2 separate regions of the Rattus norvegicus genome follow, and region 2 is linked to region 1. The links are chromatin contacts, called in public HiChIP or PLAC-seq maps. All regions are on one chromosome and are shown on one strand. The core of a region is the stretch at or near the end of the contact, and the rest is flanking DNA. Distances in the headings are between cores, read along the strand shown. Region 1 has its middle 32 kb from the start of Hhipl2. Region 2 holds the start of Dusp10 (dual specificity phosphatase 10).

Evidence for each region. HiChIP or PLAC-seq counts read pairs in DNA pulled down with a chosen protein or histone mark.
Region 2: a contact with region 1 is called in an H3K27ac HiChIP or PLAC-seq map of oligodendrocytes, with 15 times the contacts expected there. The contact joins the promoter of Dusp10 here to the enhancer-like site in region 1. A contact is called at or near these places in 10 of 12 Hi-C or Micro-C datasets (the A7r5 cell line, the Rat2 cell line, Schwann cells and 6 more) and 1 of 1 datasets of contacts at active chromatin or transcription factors (oligodendrocytes).

The regions. Positions count from the first base shown.
Region 1 is chr13:97,616,768-97,619,840 of GRCr8, reverse strand. No RefSeq gene overlaps it. Among named protein-coding and RNA genes, the nearest start is that of Hhipl2, 32 kb to the right of the region's middle. Within about 2 kb of position 1,365, at least 17 of the 93 cell types and tissues checked have an H3K27ac peak or open chromatin away from gene starts, as enhancers often do.
Region 2 is chr13:98,144,208-98,147,243 of GRCr8, reverse strand. It overlaps Dusp10 (dual specificity phosphatase 10), which reads right to left and starts at 1,351. Exons shown (of 4, transcript NM_001105734.1): 1 at 1,237-1,351.

The sequences.
Region 1 (3,073 bases), core at 116-2,615:
TTTAACTCAATTTCTCCAAATATAGGTGCTGTTTGTGTAAAAAAAAAAAAGAAAAAGAAAATGGTAAAAACATGTTTACAATCAAATAAGAAAAACCCTTGGTTCAGCTAACTGAAGCCTGGCCTGTTAGCAAGTGTCTATGATCCCAGCACTCTCAGGAACCGGAAATAAGATGGTTAGATAGCCTCCCCCGGCCTGGAACTCATAGAGACCTTGAGTGCTGGGATTAAACGCCTGTATGACTACAGCCAGGAGAACCCAGAACTTTTAACTTACTGTCATATGAACTGTGATTCTCCTAGAAGTCTCCAGGCTTTCCAAACCACTACAAGCACAGACTTCTCATCACAGAATAGCACTTAGGGGTAGTGGGTGAGATTGTAACAGTTCACTGTTAGTTTCCCGAATGGACTTTGCTTTCCTTTAGGAGAACCGTCACCAAGAGTTAAACCCAAACACATCCCTGCTCCAAGACAAAAGGCCAACATGCCAACTCTCCCTTCCTTCTAACATAGACCCCAGCATTAGCACCCCACCCCCAGCCACCCTCACTGTTCTATTGCTGGGAACAGGTATCTAAAAGAAGCAACCTAGGGGAGAAAGAGTTTCTCCTGGATCATGGTATGATGTTCAAGTCCATCATGGTAGAGAAGGCAGGCAGTGATCAGTGCCATTGCTGGTGGGGGCATGAGGCTGCTTGTTCTCGGTCAGATCATCGAGTTGAAATGAGCACAGAAATGGGACCCCGAGCTAAGCCCATCCCCCAGAAATCTGCCTCCTGCAGCTAGGCTCCACCTCCCAAAAGACCCACAACATCCCAAAACAGTGCCACCATCTGGCAAGCAAATGCTCAAACGTGGGAACCTGTGGGGACATTCCCGCTGAAACCCTAATGGCTCACACGTCTGTCGATGTCTCCAGCACTTGCTCTTCTGAAAAGAACTAAGCCAAAAATAAATAAGTACAGGGGGAACTTGTCTGAGTTGATGAGCCTCCTCCAAACTAATATTCAGTAAGGGCTCTTGTGCCAGCTGTGGCCGTGGAGAGCTTTTCAGTCGTTTCGACTAATTTCCCACGGCCCTGTATAGAAGCAAACTGAAGACTCCCATTGCCTGTGGCCAAAGAAAGAAACAGAGAACAAGGACATTCGATCCAGAAGAGAAACAGCAGTCAGAGGAGGTCCTGGGCTCCCCGAAAGCTGTAGCTTAACCCTCCAAAATGAATCTTATGATCATGGCTTCAGTTCATCAGATCCTGGCAAGTTGCAAAACAGGCTGATTCTGCTTGCAAGGGGTTTTCGGTCTGCCAAGGGAAGGGATTAATATGCACAGCCGTCCTTCCAAAACTATCGGGCATGAAGAGCCACCGCAGACGCTTTGTCCAATAAAGCCCTTGCTTAGAGTTCTGCCTAATAGCTCTGTGCCTTAGTTTGTGGATTAGCTTCAAGGACGGTTTATCCCTGCATGCAGATGAGAATGTCAGCCGACTCACCTCCAGTCCTGTCTCCTACCTGATGGCACACTTAATCCTGCTGCTCAGTCAAAATATAAAAACCTAAGGATGTCAGCCCAGAGGGCTGGATGTGTCGGAGATCGGGAGCTGTGAGAGAAAGAGTTAACCTCTCCTGGCTCCCACATCCTTACAACTGCTCCTTGCTCCTCCAGCTGTGTTCCTCCACTCCTGACTGCAGCCACCTGGCTCCAACGAGGCAGCTGGTTATTACCTTGGGGTGAAGAACCATCTTCTGGGGGCTGCCTAGGTGGCTCAGAGGGTACCGTCATATCCTTCCAGGACTTGGTCATTACAGTTCAGTCCCCTGGACCCACCTGGTGGAAGATAAGAAATGACTCTGTTGGGTTGTCATTTGACCTTCACATCCAGACACACATAAATAGATAGGCAAATACATAAATAATTCTAAAAAGGAAATGTGTGATGCTTTTTTTTTAAAGAACCATTTGCTCAGAGTCACACATTGAGAAGCTTGTGTAGGATTATGACCTCACGCCAACTCTGGGAACTGCAGCTCTCTACTGGAGAGAGATAAAAAAAAAAATGGGTGATGGGTTAAGACATACCTTGGAATGCCCAGGGACAGCACTTGCCACCCAGGTGAGGCCAGAAGTGACAGAGAATAGCATAGCTACCCTGAAATGGATGGCATCAGATTCAGCCATTATCATAGGGCCCTCCCAGAACCTGTTAAGACCACTGGGCATGGGAGACATCCTCTGAGCTCTGAGTGATCTAACTCCTCACACCCAGAGAGCTTCCTGGAACATAGCAAGCATTTGGACGATGAGGAGTTATCTCTGTGAGACTCTCAGGATTATGTTAGGCCTTTGTGGGAGTAGACATATGTACTAGATACTTTTCTATGGCTGTGATGAAAATCCCATGACCAAGCCGACTTATGGAAAGAAACATTTATTTGCACTCAGAGCACCAGAGGGATAAGAATCCGTCCTGGCAGGAGATATAGCAGCAAGCAGCAGGCTTGGTGGCCAGAACAGGAAGCTGAGTGCTCACATCTTCAAACTGCAGGCACAAAGAGTAAACAGGAAGTAGGCAAGGCATTTTTACTCTCAAAGCCCACCCCCAGTGACCTATTTCCTCCAACAGGCCACACCTCCTAAACCTTCCCAAACAGTCCCACCAACTGGAGAGCAAGTGTTCGAATTTCTAAGCCTGTGGAGGAAGTTCTCACTCAAACCATATCTCATCAACCACCTCATTTGTACCTAAAACTAGACAGTTAATGCCTCCCAGTCACTTATTTACCTTTCCCCAGTCAGCTCCTCCTGCATCCGTGGGCCCCACCTCAGCATTTCCGAGCACTATTCACCCATCTCTGAAATGTGGGCGATTATTGGCCATGCCCGTCCTGCTCAACAGGAACCATCTGGAGTGTGATTCGGGGGTTAAGCTTTGTACTTCTCCAACACGTCACATTCCCAGCCTATGACCTGTCTGAACATTAGTGACCATTGTTAAGGCCCAATCATAAAGCCAGTTTGTACAGCACCACCCAGATCCTCACTGTGAGATTTCTAACGGTCCGACCTAAGCTGTC
Region 2 (3,036 bases), core at 102-2,601, 530 kb before region 1:
CTTTACATCTCCATGGGAGTGGGAACTTGTAAAAAATGTCTCAGTCCTGTACTGATATTCTTCTTGGAAACAGCAAAGATGAGAGCCACCTCACTTGTCCCTTTACTACAGACAGGCTAATTGGGAAGCGAGGAAGTAGTGCCCACAGGGGTTACCTCTGCCTCCTCCAAGGGTGCCTGCAATGGGTCACTTACCTCCTCCCCCCAGGCAGAAGGCCACTCTATAACATAGCAATTCTGACTCGTCTAATAGAGAAATCAAACCCCAAGCAAAAGCCACTCATCTAAAGGAACTTTAAGAGCTGTCTGGAAAAACATCAAGAATCATCGGTCTATTCATGACCGGCACTGTTCTCTGAGACCGAGCCAAATTGTCACCAGCGAAAATCCACACACGCGCACCCAGGAGCACGTACCCACCCGTGTAGGCATATCCCCACTGACTCCGGTTTCTCTCACCCACCTTTGGTTGGGAGCAAAGGATCCCTCCCTCCCTCTTTCCCTGCCTCCTTTGCGTAGTATTTTTTTTTTTCATAGCGAGTACTATTCCAGAAACTGTAACTGTGTCTCGGCTGGACCATAAATGCAGACAAAGTCTTTGCTATTGTGCTACCTGGTAGGGACATCCAGGATCAGTAGCCCATTCCCTAGGAGGGGGACCCAGGAACGACTTTCCAGAGACACAGGCTGGGACCCGTACCTCTACACTGTGCTGCTCGCACACAGGCAGAGTGCACGGAGATCTGCATCCTTGCAGCAGATAGCTCCAAACCCATCCGGTTTGGCCCGGGAAACCTCCCACAAAAAAATAGCACTACCCCCCTACCCGCTTTCTTGCTAATCTCCCTTCCATCACTAACATGGACTGAAGAAAAAATTCCCCACTCCTGGGGTACGTAGCATCTCTCTTCCATGCAACCACAGAGCATCAGCAAAGCCTTGGGCTTTGAAAACTGCCATAAAGCACCTTAACCAAACCAAAACTCATTTCCCCCTTCATTCCAGGGCAAACAGACCCAAAAACCTAAATCTTAGGATCTTCCTTGCCTGATGTGGGTCTGTCTCTGTTTCTGTCTATCTCTCTCTGTCTCAGTCCCCTCTCTCTCTCTCTCTCTCTCTCTCTCTCTCTCTCTCTCTCACACACACACACACACACACACACACACACACACACACACACACACACACAAAACCTTCCGCCCTCCAGCTCTGAGTGACCGTAATGTCTTCCACTTACTTCATCAATAAGCGTAGCCCTCTACCATCTGGCGCCCGCTTCAGCTATGCGCTCGCGCAGTGCGCCCCCATTCACTCAGCTTCATTGATCCCCAGCAGCAACACAGAGTTACTTTCTCTTTTGCTACAGCGTAAATGTAAGCTTTGGAGGAGGCGGGGCTGACTCCGAGCGACAGCACAATGCGCCAGTGAGGACCCAGAGACAGCCGCCCGCTACATCACAGTGGTCTCTGACCAATAGGAGGCCAAGGAGGGTGGAGAAAGGGGCGAGGCCTCGCCTTGGGATGGAGGCCGGCTCGGACGCGCTTGTGGGTTTGGTGTGTTAGAACGCGGGTGGTGATGTCATTGGCAACCAATCAAAAACTTAAAAGTGCTAGCCCGGGCCCGCTTGGAGCAGCGGCTCTCTATTTACATGTAAACCTAGGCAGCTGGACGCGGTTAACCCTTCCCGGGACTGAAGTGTCAATGGCTTGCTCTGGTCGCTCTGGCTGAAACTGGTTCTTTTGACCCTTCCCTGCCCCCTGGTGCGGACACAGCCTCACGGGGTCTCCTTTCCACCTTTTGATTCCAGGCAGAGTGCCCGTCCAACTTTCCCGAGGCCAGAGACGACTCGAAACAGGGTCCCTCCATGGCTGTAGCTGCGCCGCGCGGGACGTGAGCGTGCACAGGGCCGGCCTCCCCGTAGCCCCGCTTGGCCCGGCCCGCAGATGTCGCTGCCCCTCCGGCTACCTTACTGCTCTCCTGCGCGGCGGCTGCGCGCGGTGCTTCTGTTCCCCTACTTCTGTGCCCCTGTCACTCCTCCGCCGTCCCCAGTCTGTTCTCAGGAGCCCGACTCCGAACCCGAAAGCTGCACCCCAGAGAACTACACGGAGGAGGACGCCTGGCTCTGTGCGGGCAGCCAGTGGGGGCCCGTGCTGAGCGGCAGCGTGGGCGCCGTCCCGCAGAGCTGGGCGTGGCCGGGCCCTCCGAACTCTCCTCAAACCCCTCAGCCCCGGCACCGACCTCCTCCTCCCACCCCAGTCTCAGTGTCCTCCTCGGCCGCCTCCCCTGCCGTGTTGTTTTGGAACCCGCAATACATCCGTCCCCCGGTGCTGGGCCGCCCCCGGCCCCCAGTGGCGCAGGGCCCTCGGCGAGCCAAGGAGCGCCAGGCTGGAACAGCAAGCGCTGGAGGGAAGGAGCCGGAGCTCGGGGTGTACAGCCAGAATGAGCGGCGGTTGAGGAGCATGGAAGGGCCCACGCCAGCTCTCCCGGCTCCCCGAACTTTGTCCATCAGAGGAGTAGATGGTCGTGGCATGTGTCCGCTGAAGAGAAGTGGGAAGCTGGGCAAGCCTGCCAGCGCCTTGCCAGAAAAGTATCAGGGAAGGTGCAAAAGAGTGACTCTGGAATTCAAAGGAGTGGAAAAGCCCAGATGAACTGTGACGAAGTTGCATCAAAGAATCCTAAAGCAATAGAGCTTTTTATACCCTACCCCCTTCTAGCTCAGAGAAGACCACCAAAATGTGAAGTAATTGAAGCGAAATAAAACATTATCAGCTCTGTGGAAGGTTCAGTCGTTCTTAATGATGGGAGGTGTTTGAAAGCAGACTTTAGACGCCATTCTTTCACCATTGATGTGTTGATCTGTGATCAGAAGATGTCCAACCGTCAACTTAGCTGGCTATCTCGGTCAATTTAGCATGATCTCCCTTGGAGTTCAGTACTTGTACACAAGTGCACACTGGTGTTGCAAAAGGATTTTCTGTAGCTCCATTCTGACCACATCACCCATACTTGAATGTCCGCACATGAGTGTCCAGGTCAC